Regions from separate parts of the Gossypium hirsutum genome. Here region 2 is linked to region 1. The links are chromatin contacts, called in public Hi-C maps. All regions are on one chromosome and are shown on one strand. Each heading gives the region's core, a stretch centred on a gene start, on an enhancer-like site or on the middle of the called end of the contact. The rest is flanking DNA. Distances are from core to core; before and after follow the strand shown. Region 1 holds the start of LOC107951648 (protein-lysine N-methyltransferase EFM1). Region 2 holds the start of LOC107954588 (polygalacturonate 4-alpha-galacturonosyltransferase).

Evidence for each region. Hi-C and Micro-C count contacts between places; a contact is called where the count stands out from the background.
Region 2: a Hi-C map of leaf shows a contact between it and region 1, with 2.5 times the contacts expected there. The contact joins the promoter of LOC107954588 here to the promoter of LOC107951648 in region 1. A contact is called at or near these places in 2 of 34 Hi-C or Micro-C datasets (leaf and petal).

Annotation. Positions count from the first base shown.
Region 1 is chrD07:25,210,992-25,214,079 of Gossypium_hirsutum_v2.1, forward strand. It overlaps LOC107951648 (protein-lysine N-methyltransferase EFM1), which reads right to left and starts at 1,702. Exons shown (of 17, transcript XM_016886772.2): 1 at 1,550-1,702.
Region 2 is chrD07:25,480,987-25,484,156 of Gossypium_hirsutum_v2.1, forward strand. It overlaps LOC107954588 (polygalacturonate 4-alpha-galacturonosyltransferase), which reads left to right and starts at 1,754. Exons shown (of 11, transcript XM_016890188.2): 1 at 1,754-2,184; 2 at 2,274-2,428; 3 at 2,906-2,940; 4 at 3,050-3,109. The coding sequence starts at 2,287.

The DNA.
Region 1 (3,088 bases), core at 452-2,951:
CAGCGGGTTGGATATCTGCAATTTATGGATTATCCGAATCCACAAATTATCCAAATTTTACTATCCAATTTCGAATCAGAATTAAATACATTATCCGCCAAATATCTGAATCCGCAAAAAATCTGAATTTAACATTTTCAACCTTATGTCGGATATCTGAATCCAACATAACCCAAATCCAAATCCACTAAAACTAAAATTTTAAAAATAATATAAAATCAAATAAAAAATAATTTTAAATAAATTTTATTCATAACTAAAATAAATAAATGTAAAATAAATTAACAAAAAAAGCTAAATAATAATTCAAACAAACTAAACATAATAATTTCACAAAAATTTAAATATTACTAACAATTTAAACATAAAAATTCCAAGCAAATTAAAATTTCAATAACAATTCCAGACAACTTGATTTTCTAGTTCTGCTTCACTTCTTTGACTATATAATGATGGAATAGACCTCGATGGAGCATTGTCACTTTATTTTTCACAAGATTGAAATATATTATCATTTCAAGGCAGTCCTTTGTAAGCTTTCAAAACTGCAAATTAACCACCAGCATTCAAATGAGCTTTTGTAACCTAGTTGCTCTATGAAATTAGAAAATTCCCCAAGCAAATGGAAGCAAAACCAAAACCTTCATCAACCACTTACCAATCTTGCATTAAACATGAATCGCCTATTTCCATTTATAAGAATGCTGAATGTGTTTTGTTCATGCATGCATTGTACTTAAATAGCTTGACAAGTATAAATGGCATTAACTGGAATGATATCAGATGTCAATGGCTCTAAAATCCTCCTTACAGTCATCATCATAGAGCAGAATTTATCACTTGAGCTAAAACGATAAAGCTAAATTAACTAAGTCTAACAATTTCTATCTCTAGTTCACAATCAATATCAGTTGGAATATCAATATAAATGTTTAACTCCAGCCAGTATAATTTTACCTTTGAGCTAGTTCAACATGAGCTATCCCTAGAAAACCAAAACAATCAACATTTAAAGACAAGATCAAACAAACAGAAACCTTCTCACTATCCCCCATAAACTCATTGTTTTCACTACAAGCCATTTTTCAATATACCTATAAAATTTTAAAATTAACAATTCAGTTCATAAACATTAACAATAAGCATCAAAATCAAAACATTATAAACATTTTTCATGGTTCGAACATCTATGTTCTTCTAGCTAAGTAAATTTGGAGAGACAAAGAAAAAGAAAAGTTATTATTATTATTTTATTACATTCGGACATGACAGACTCTCTCTCTGTGTTTTGGTCTAAACTTCAAACTCTTTCCATTTCTTGTTTTTCTTTCTTTATTAGAAAATAAATGAAATATATTAGAATGGAAGTGAGTGACGTTTGGAAGTTGTAAGAGATTCCATGTTTCCTCATTAGCTCATTGTTTGTTTCCTTCAAATTCAATGCTGTCAAAGGAGACTAAGGGCTGACATAGTAACATCTATAACTAAAAATCAACCAGAAATAGAATCCTAAAACATCAAGAATGGGTTTACAAGTAACGAAACCAACCAGTCAAATGAGAATTTTAAGGGCCGGTGGTCGACGGTGCCTTGTTGGTGCTTGCCGGTGACTGCCTGACTGGTGAGAGGCTTAGAGCTTGAGACGACACTTTTGGGAATTTTTTTGGTTTTGGTTGGAGTTGGGCTTAGCCGCTTGTATTTTCAATATCTCAACTTTCTAACCCAAAACTTGGTTCAATGGTTGCGGGCCTGCTTCAACCAACTAAACTATTTTCAAAATCATTTTTATTAATATTAGATATTATCACACCAGGTGGAAGAAAAAAAATGATATTAAAATTATATTTATATAAAAAATCAACAATTAAATTATAGGTGAAATGGTAAATTGTTTATATTTAAACATTTTTTAAGCTTCCGTTTTATGTGACAACATTTTAGAGAATTTTCTCGAAAAGGTCAATCCCCTCAATAGAATGTTTATGACACCTTTCACCATTTTATTTTTAGTCACTAGCTAAAGAAAATGACACACTCTTTAGGGATATTGGCTCTTCCAAATGGTTCTTTATTTTGCATTTGGTGGGTTCAAGTTGATCTTGAAGCACTTTTCATCGAAAACAACCCATTACCATTCCATTGTCAAAGAAATGAGTTTCATTGAGCCTGCCGATTAGGATGTAATGTCCCTGCAATGAAAAGGACCATTGATCAATCTAAAAGATGTTAGAATTCACTCCAATCCCATCCTCCATCTATGTGTACCATATCATCTATGTGCACTCCACTTAGGTCTCGACAATGATCTTCCAGGGGATCAAAGTTCGACATTCAATTATCGGACCAAAATTTGATCTTTTCCCCTTTCTCATGGTCTATCAAATGTTATTCTTTTAGTATCTTTGAGATTGATTTCCAAAGGATTACTTTAGCATTACTTTTAAAAAGTAATTCTGGCACTCAATGATTTAAGATTTTAAATATTTAGCATTATTGTTAAAGAATTTTGTGAAATTTAAAATGCTCATTTTAGATATGAAATGGTAAAATAAAAAATAAACTAATTTAAATGATATTTAGATTCGTTAATATTATTACACTAAATAAAATATCAATTTTGAAAACTTTAAACAATTAAGATAAATTATTTATGCTAAGAGGGCTATGGCATTGTTGGTTAAGGTGAGGCCTTGGGTCCTTATGTATCCAAGTTTGAGTGCCACCATTCTTAATTGTGATGCGTGGATCTTCAATCCCAATACGTGCGTTTATAGTTGCTTTCTCTTCTTTGTTTGTTGTGTTTTTATATTGGCTATATTTTGTGTTTCGACATAATTTATATTTGTAATATTAAAATAAAAAAAACAAATTATTTGTAAAATTTTATTTCAATATATAAATCATATTTAGATATTAAAATAACATACAATTCATAAGTAATGGAATAATTGACCCAAATACAAAATATCTTTTTTTTTTCGTGTCTTTATTATTACTATTGACAAAATATTATATTTGAATTATTTTGTATTATTAAATATTCAATTTAAATTGTAGTAAAAATATAAAAAAAACTATAATAACTGAA
Region 2 (3,170 bases), core at 504-3,003, 270 kb after region 1:
TAATTATTAACTTTATATTTAGGGTAAATTACACCAACAGTCACTCAACTTTGGGGTAGCTGACAAAATAGTCACCTTGGTTTCATTTCAGTCACTCAACTTTAGAAAAATAACAAAACAATCACTAATGTTATCAAAAAGTGACAAATCAGTCACTCGCTAACATTTTTCGTTACAGTTCTAACAGGATAGGTGACGTGGCTAGTTAATTAGCTGACGTGGCCAATTAACTAGCCACATTGGATGTCCATAGTGGAAACCCACCCAAATTAAGAAGAAATTGAAAAAAACCCTAATAACGGAGAAGAAGAAGAAGAAGAACAAGAACAAGAACAAGAACAAGAACAAGAACAAGAGACTGTAAAATCCCTCTCAAAGTCTCCAACAACCCTTATACAATTGACCCCACAAACAAACCGACAACATTGATAAGTACTCCGACCACCACCACTTGCACCACCATTAAATTGGGTTAGGGTTTTTTCCCCAATATTCTCTTTCTTCTATTGTGGATAAATTTCAAAGGCTAAACTTTGTGCCATAAAGAAATTTCTTCTTGAAATACTAAATCTCCAAAAAAAAGTCTTCACGGCCTAATTTTGGTTAATACCAGGACAAAAAAAAAGATTGAAGGACAATAAGAAGAATAAAACTGGAGAAAGAGAGAAAGTATGGGTTTTTAGTATTTTATCAGTTTCTAAATCCTAATTTTGGTTTCAATTTCTTTTTATTGTCTTCTCCTTTCTTTTCTGCCTAACAAGTTTGGCAAAGTGATTAGACAAAGGAAACAAACCAGATGAAAAAGAAAAACACTCAACATAGGTAAGAAGAAAAAAGGAGCTTTCAGATCTAGGTTCTCCCCTTTCATCTTTTGATTCCCTACTGTTCTTTTTCTTTTTTGTTCTAGTCAAATTTTGATTGTTTCCTTGTTTTTGCAGTTGTTTCATATTAGAAATTTGTCGGGGTTTGATTCTAATATCCATCTAATAAAAAGAGGATAGGTAGGTATGTTGAAGAATAGGTCCGGAGCAATGACCAGCAAGCAAACTTTAATGGTTGATCACAACTCTCAAGCATCCCCTGCCCAGAATAGCACTAAACCAATCCCATCTTTCTTCAATTCTCCGCGATTTAAAGCTTTCACTTCAAAAGCCTTTCTCAACACTAAATCTCTCAAGAGCTCTACTTCAATCATTGACAACAAACTCTTCTTTCCTTTTGGAAACCCCTTTACCTTGGACAAAAACCACGCCAAATCCCTTTTTATCTCTTCTTCTTCTTATTCTTTTTCTATCGCATAAACCCTCAATGGGTGCTGAAAGGGCTGTTTAAATTGGTGCTAACTGACTAACTTGAAAGTTAATGACACCAAGCAAGCCTTCATCTGCCATGCCACTTTACCGTTACATTTGTAACGGAAAACGGTAAAAATGACTGTTTTGTTATTTTTCTAAAGTTGAGTGATTGAAATAAAACCAATGTGACTATTTTGTCATACCCCAAAGTTGAGTAATTGTTGGTGTAATTTACTCTTATATTTATATAATGTGTTTAATTTGTACAAAACCCATGTTTTTTGATAATATTATATTTATATAATATGTTTAAAACTATATTAAAGTAGAATACTTAAGTTGCATGGAGAAGAATAAGGTGGGCTGGCATTACGTCATAAAGCTAGTCTGGCGATAAAAACGGCAACGTCTTTGTCGGCTAAAAGAGAAATTAAAATAATTATCCCATCTCTCAGATTATCGTTTCCGGAAGGAATGAATATATATGTATGAAAGCGAAGACAATAATAAGATAATGAAAAATAACACTTACCAACAGAAAAAACGAAAACCGAACCGAGATCGAAGAAGATCCCCTTGTTCTATATATACATATATATATATATATTAATTTTTGTTATCTCAAGTTTCTTTTGTTTCTTGCTTGTTTAGGCCAGCGCATTCCTTATAAATTACACTCACTTCGTTTCCAAGATAAATAATTTTGTTCCTCACTCCACCATCTTCCTGCATTTCCCTTTCTCTCTGCACTATTAAATTCCTTTTTTTACTGATAAAAGCATTTAATTAACGCTTAATCTATGCTTGCTTTCCCATGGATTTCCATTCCAACTAGCTTCGATACGGATCTGCTGCTTTCAGTTTCACGCGTTCTCCTCATTGTTAACTTGTAATTATCCTTTTTCCACCTTTTGATTATGCAATTTCGTTTTTTTTTTCAAGTCTGAGTGATTTTGCTGCTGCTATTGTTGTTATTAGGTTCTGATAGCCAATGGCGTTGAAGCGGGGACTATCCAGTGTGGGCGTCCAAAGGAGCAGAAGTTCTGGATCTCGATTGCGTATCGTGATTCTTTTTTTCTTCTCAATTGTGACTCTACTTGTTTTCTTTGTCGGTCAAGGGCTTTACATTTCTGGTTCGTTTTTTCTCTTAATTTCCCCCCGGGGTTTTAAGTACTACTTACCAGATCTAACTTTGTATTTGATTTTGATTTTGTATTTTAGAATGATGATAAATTAATTCTTTGTTTTGATTAGTTTATAAATGCGTCTTTTTCGATCTGATAAAATTGAAAAGTGCCTCATCTTTTAATTGATTCCGAGCTTTGATTAGTGAATTTCTTAAAAATGTTTTTGGCTTCTCATTTTACTAGAAATTTGTAAAGTCAAATGGTCTAACTTTAGTTACACAACATTGTCGTAAATAGTGATGCTCCTACTAAGTTCCAATTTTAACTTACAATTCGTTGCTCCATCTCACCTAATATTTATCATCACAATAGAACTTTTGTTCAATTATGTTGAATTGTGTTGTGAGTATAAAGTTAGATATAAATTCAATTGTGTTCTTTGATTGCATCTGATCTTTGTTCCAATTTTTGTTTCTTGTGCAGACGAAGATAGTGTTCAAAGTGGTTTTGGCAAACAGGTTTCTTCTTTAAAACCTTATCCATCTGCATTGCTTTTAACTTAGATGACAGACTGTGACAGCTTTTATACCCAGATCTGCATTATTTTAAAATGGTTGAGTTTTGCAGAATGTTGACTGGAGAGAAAGGCTGGCATCCCAATCTATCAAAAACCTATTCACTAAAGAGGTGAATGCGTGTTGGATTATATTCTATACAAATTATGGTTCTTGCTCCAATTGTTGGTAGA